Linked DNA regions of Xenopus tropicalis: region 2 is linked to region 1. Evidence: chromatin contacts called from public Hi-C data. All regions are on one chromosome and are shown on one strand. The core of a region is the stretch at or near the end of the contact, and the rest is flanking DNA. Distances in the headings are between cores, read along the strand shown. Region 1 holds the start of bmp4 (bone morphogenetic protein 4). Region 2 has its middle 25 kb from the start of cnih1.

The links. A called contact is a pair of places that touch in the nucleus more often than the background predicts.
Region 2: a contact with region 1 is called in a Hi-C map of gastrula embryo, with 1.4 times the contacts expected there. The contact joins the enhancer-like site here to the promoter of bmp4 in region 1. A contact is called at or near these places in 2 of 5 Hi-C or Micro-C datasets (brain and gastrula embryo).

What each region holds. Positions count from the first base shown.
Region 1 is chr8:94,980,464-94,983,552 of UCB_Xtro_10.0, forward strand. It overlaps bmp4 (bone morphogenetic protein 4), which reads right to left and starts at 1,430. Exons shown (of 3, transcript NM_001017034.3): 1 at 1,282-1,430; 2 at 152-519. The coding sequence starts at 512.
Region 2 is chr8:95,200,124-95,203,212 of UCB_Xtro_10.0, forward strand. No RefSeq gene overlaps it. Among named protein-coding and RNA genes, the nearest start is that of cnih1, 25 kb to the right of the region's middle. Within about 2 kb of position 1,543, at least 5 of the 11 cell types and tissues checked have an H3K27ac peak or open chromatin away from gene starts, as enhancers often do. A contact at or near this core is called in gastrula embryo, where this site is marked.

The DNA.
Region 1 (3,089 bases), core at 180-2,679:
TGTGGGAGAGAAATCGCTGTGCTGCTTCTGCCATACCCTAGCGGTAGGTAGCTGGGGCTGCTCTGGAGAAGGGGGGAAAGGGCGGATGGTACAGTCCGTCATTTTTCAAACTTTGCCTATCCGGGGCCGAAAAGGGATTGTAACTACTCACCCTCATGATGGAAGCTCCTCACGGTGTTAGCCCGGCTGGTCGGTCTCTCCGGGTACTCCATGCTGATATCGTGTAGTTCATCCTCCTCCTCCGCTGACTGAAGCCTGTACAGGTCCCGCATATACGCGGGCACCACCACATCCTTACTGGGCTGCGGCCGCTTGCGGAGGCCGAACATCTGCAGCAGCGTCACCTCGAAATCCCGCAAGAGCTCATTGCTCTGAGCGGACCTTCTACCTCCCTGAATCTCGGCCACTACTTTCTTCTTGCCCGTCTCAGGTATCAGGCTGGCATGGTTAGTGCCTCCTAGCAGGACTTGGCATAATAAAATGACCATCAGCATTCGGTTACCAGGAATCATGGTGTCTCTGGAGGGTGCAGAACAAAAATACATGCAAATAAATAGGGAGGATCTGTAGGGGATTAGACTCAAATCAAGTGATAGAGCGGGATCAAAGCAAATAATAGGACAAGGACAGTTCCACTGAGCCACCCGGGGCAGGGCGAGAGGGGGGGTGCCTGGGGTTTCTTGGGCTATAACTTGTTCCCAGTCACATCCCTCATTATCAGATAGTCACCGCCATCCTGTTGCTAATCTGACTGTGAGCGTCTCCCGGGCTCCAGACAATTAGCACCAGTCTGACTCCTAGCACGATCAGCAGCTATAGAATTGCCCCTGCCATTTGCCCTTTTGCAACAAGTGCCAGCGCTCCGGGCAGCTGGATCATGTGTTCTGCAACCCGATAGCCCGCGATGTGTCGGCGCTACAGCTGTGATACATGCCGCTATCAGTCCCCCTCCGGCACAAGCGCACGTAACGCTCGGCTATCCAGCTGCTAAAGAACTACAACACTCCGACCCCCCCACCCCAGTTCAGCGAACCTGGCCAAAGAATGTTGGTACTTGTAGTTCTCCAACACCTGGAGCGCAGAAGACTGACTTGCCGTTCTAGATGTGTAGCACACTTCTGTCCTAGAGCGCTGCGGGGGGGCTCAACATTGTCTCAGGTCCTGCCATAGCCTCAGCAGTAAGTACCCAGAGCCGTGGGGTTCCTATGCAGGAGGGCAGCTACGGGCAAAGTACACAAGGGGGGAGATGAAAAATACAGAATGAACAGAAAGTCTACTCACTGACAGAAAACAAGGCATAGAAAAACAGTCCATGATTCTTGACTGCCAATCTTGGACAGAAATTTGTGGAAAAGCTCAGTGGGACTCGGGACGCAGTTTGCAGATGGAGATGATACTATGGAACTGGTTCCTAAAATGAATATTGGAATATAATGAGAGCGCAGCCAGCAGGACTCTTCTTTTACTCCCAGCCCCTTTTGCGGATCACGTGGGGGGCAAATCACTCCGGGAAGCCGTCAATCAAGGCAGCGGCCGGCCCACCCCGCGGCCTATATTAGGGGAGGGCTCAGCCCAGACTGTCCGAGCAAACTTGTGTGCGTGTGGTACCGCTAGCAACGGCTCGCCTTTCTACTTGGCTCCGTGTGCCGGGCTCATCTTTCCTTATGCTCTAATCTCGTGTTAATGAAATTGCCATCAATGTACAGGGAGCCGGACTGTGCTTGTAACAAAAACATGACTGTCCTACGCTTTACCTCAGCCACGAACAATTGCTTGTCTCGCTGCCTGTGTCATGGGGCAATCGGAGGCGTTCATGTGAAACGCCTGACATTTTGCTGTACTTGACTAAAGAAGGCTGTCATTTTAATAGCCCTGCTAAGCCTGCTCATCCAAGAAAGCGTTAAAAGGCCATTGGGACTATAAATGAATCGATAGACTCGTGGTGTAGTGCAAGGGCGCACCTTCCTCACCTCAGGCTATTTCTGTGTGAAAGACTTATTACATATCCCGCTAATTCTCACAGGAATACCTCAACCCAATAACCTAGACTACCCCCCACCCACCTCACCCACCACAAACTCAGTCATCCCCGAGAATATCTGCCCCTGTTCACTATACTTGTCACTGCAACAATCGCGTCTGTAAACTCGATTTCCTCCCAACACCTTACTCATTTTTACCAGCCTACGCTCCGCCATGTCCTTCATTTATAATGTGCAAAAATCATTTCTAGGACTCCAGCCTATCTTTACTATTATCATCGAGCAATAAGTTTGGTTACCAACCGTACTGGGGATGTTTGGTTCAGAAGGAAGGGGGGAGGTGTTCTCAGAATGGAGGGCAACCAGCTATTTATTCTAAATACAACTATATTTACCTTCCCCTGCAAAAAGAAGGTATTGTTAACATTGTGAAACGATTTGCACCTTGATTTGTAATCAGTGTTAAATTTAACATACAGTAGTGTAGCTTTGTGGGGGTGGAAGTCTTTGGCACCTGTGGGGAGACAATCAGCTACTGGGAACACATTGTTGTCTGGCTGTACCAGTTCATGTCACTTTACAGAATTTTATACCATCATATTTCACATTATCAGGTGTGGTTAAACCGAATTTACTGATCATTTGTGTTAAAATACCAGCAGAATTAGTAAAGCACAGTGACTTATTGCCAGTGATAAGGAAATTTAAAATAATGTTTTTAACATGTATACTGTATCCTCCAGTGAATGCATTTGCTTTGACCAAAACTCTTAAGCCTAGTGTATACAGTAGTTTTATCTGTAAGGCTCTTTTTATTCACTGTAAAAGTGTAAAAAGTAATCATAACCCATGCCAAAGTCATTTATGGCAGCATAAAAAAGCAATATGCACTTTGCATTTTAAGGCAGTTATACTCGGTGCCAGAGACAAAGCCGGCACACTGCACACCCTTCTGTCACTCACCAGGTTTTCTAGGCCAGTCATTAGGAATTAGCCATTTGTCCTGGAGACAAAAATCTTCATCCTGTGACTTCTCTCTGACTTCACATCTAGAATCTTGATCTGTGTTGCTCACCTGGGGCCCTCCTCCCACTTATCTGTTTTTTC
Region 2 (3,089 bases), core at 293-2,792, 220 kb after region 1:
GTCTATTTCTGTAGCCGTGGAAAGTAGCAGCTACTAGTAGCTCCATGTGTCTTCAGCCTAAAGGCTTGGATAGAGATACAGCTGAGTCAGTCTCTTTCATTCCCCTTAGGGAAATAAATGAGATAAGTTTAGATCCCAGGGCAGATGAGTAAGCCTGAGAGATGTACAAAGTGAATGAGGTCTAGCTAGGGGGCTAGTTTCTCTTTTGTAGTAGCACAAGATAGACTTCAATAAGGAGTTGTAGTGAGTCAGTACAGGGGTACCAACCAATGCAGGGAGCCACATGGATAGATATAGAGAAGAATCTCTCTGGGAGGAGAGAGAGAGGGCCCTCAATGAGAGTTCCAAGAAGTGTCCAAATAGAGACAGACACTGATGTAAGACATTTATCAAATTCTGTATTCGGATTAATTAATAAAATATTTCATACAAGGTACTATGTATTAACAAATTACCGGCACACAGCACTTTTGTAGAAATAAGTTGCACCACTGTGATAAATGTCTTGCAAGGGCTCAGTTTGAGCATTTTCAAACAATAATCACCAAGGCAGGGAGACTTTTTGGGGCCTTCCCTTTGATGTACCCCATTTGACTGCCCTGATGGTCACTATGGGTGGAAATAATAACATCAACATTCAAATAATAACAATAACTATTCTATATAAATAATAATAATAACGTTCATAAACTTCATTCAAAGTTAAATCCTATTGAGATGCTTGAGGTCATGGGCCAGCATGGAACTGTATGGGCCAGAGACTCCAAATATCTGGCTGCTTGGTCCAGGCTGTTCAACTGGATATGTCATCCAAATCCAAACAAATGTCAACCAAAGCCAGCTGGTTGGACATAAAGGTAGTTGCCAGTGTGGCCAGTTTTAGAGACTATAAAGAAGCTTTTATCTTTTGCAATCGGTGTGGCAGTTCCTACTTGATCTAAAACTAAATGAGTAAATAAGGCTCCTTGTGCAGAATATGCCTCACTGAACATTTATTTCAAATAAACCTGAATAAAAACCCCACTTAAAAGCAGGGTTTATTTTCCTTTTAAACCCATTTAAAGACTTCTGTTTAAAGTAGCAATTAGGAATCTGTCAGTGCTGCTATTAGTTGCTGAACTAAAGAACTGTGTATGCATATACGTAGGTGCAAGCACACATTTTAAATAAAATGCCCCAGGCAAAGAATGCTTGAAAGTATTTTAGCCAGGATTTAAACAATGGTTTCTTCTTTTATAGTCGACTCTACAATAATGAAAAGGTTAAAGAAAAAAGTTGAGAATTTCAAGCTTAATCTTGCCATAAATCAAATGCCTGTCCCCTCATCATTCTCTTCCATCGTGTCAGCTCATGACTCTCAAAATGGAATGCTGAATTTTATTTAGTATGTGTCTGCTTCCTCCGACTGACTAAGCCAGCCTCACTGTCACCACTTCCAGTCGCTATCTCAATCTCTTTACTGCTCACAATTGCACTATCTTGGAGCCACAGGTAACTAGCACAGGACTGTGAGGGGGAAACATGTTTTGCATTTGTAAGCAGATTTATTCACAGAGATGTTTATCAAGAATAGACGTCTACCAAAAGTCAACACCCTCTGTGTTACAATGGCCAAATGCTTTGGAACTGAGTCACTTGCTGGTCGCTTCAGCCCTGCCTCCTGCAAATATTAAGAAACAGAGAAGGAAAATCATACATTCAGAGTAACAAATTAGCAACACCACTATGAACAGCAAAGCCTTCTTTTCTTGTATAAGGAAGAAATTAGTATTAAATCACTTTATTTTATTTTTTACCCTTATTTTTTAAACCAGCTTTATCTACTGCATTGCAGTGTTGTTCTTTGCTCTGGGCCAGATAGATCCAAAATAATTTCAGGCCTAAGTATAGATAGGCAGTGTTGGACTGGCCCAGCGGGATACCAGGAAAACTCCCAGACAAAAAAAAAGTTTGGAGTGTGTACTTATGTTCTATGGTTTTCAAGTGGGTCCCTGGCATCCCAGTCCGACATGGTAGATTGTTGATCTTTCCATAAGGCTTCTGATGGTATTGCATTGTCATAAAGCTCTAATTTATTTAGCTCCTGTGTCAACTTAGGTATCTAAGATACAGATATGACTGATCTCATGTACTATGGACATCAGAGCAGTTTGAAAATGTAATCTGCTACTGCACCATGCCAGCCAATGCATTTTGTACAGGCAGAGAAGGGAGTGAAAAGAAGGCGCATGCCACCCCTAAAATTGTGCCACCCTAGGCTCGGGCCCAGGCCTGGATGCAGGAGGCACTCACAGAAATCCATGACCAGGCTTAGTAAAAGAAATGTAGACTTTATTACAGTAACTTATAAGAACAGAAAGCCTTATAGGTTTTGTTCATTAAGACACTTCATTATAGGGTTATTTTGTTAGGGAAGAGAAAGTATATAAAGGCAACAACTTTTAATTTTCTATCCTGCATTTCTCAGTATTTTTTATCTTTAATGTTAAATCTATGTTTACCTTTCAAACAAAATAGTGGTTTGATGGTCATGTTCTATAATAAGAAAGGGGTAGTAAGAAGGATAAGAACGAGGGTAACAAAATTTTGTAGGACAGACCTATTGGATTTTTCCTTAAACTAAATGGTAGAAATAAATATGTGAGATGTACAGAGCATGTGGTAGATATAATACTCCGCAGTTTGTGCCGTTTGTATCTTTGTACTGTCTGGACTGTCAACCTATGATTAAGTGCCAGGAAGGCACAAAATGCGTAAGGCTTTTATTTGACATGTTGCTTATTTTAATAAAGATTTTTTTTTTACGTTGGAGTTTGTTGAGTGCGAGTCTTGATTTTGTCTTTACCGTCTGTACTTAACAGGCAATAAGTAAATAAAAAATAAATAAAAAAAGTTCAAACAGCCACCAATAAATAGCACAACATAGGTTTAGGATCTCTTAACCAGAATTCTTAGAACAAAGGGTTTTCCAGATAAAGAATCTTTCTGTAATTTGGATCAGTATACCTTAAGCCTGCTAAGAATCGTTTAAACATTAAATAAACCCAATAGGATTGGAGAAGTGTCTGGTCCCCATTGCTCTGTATGTG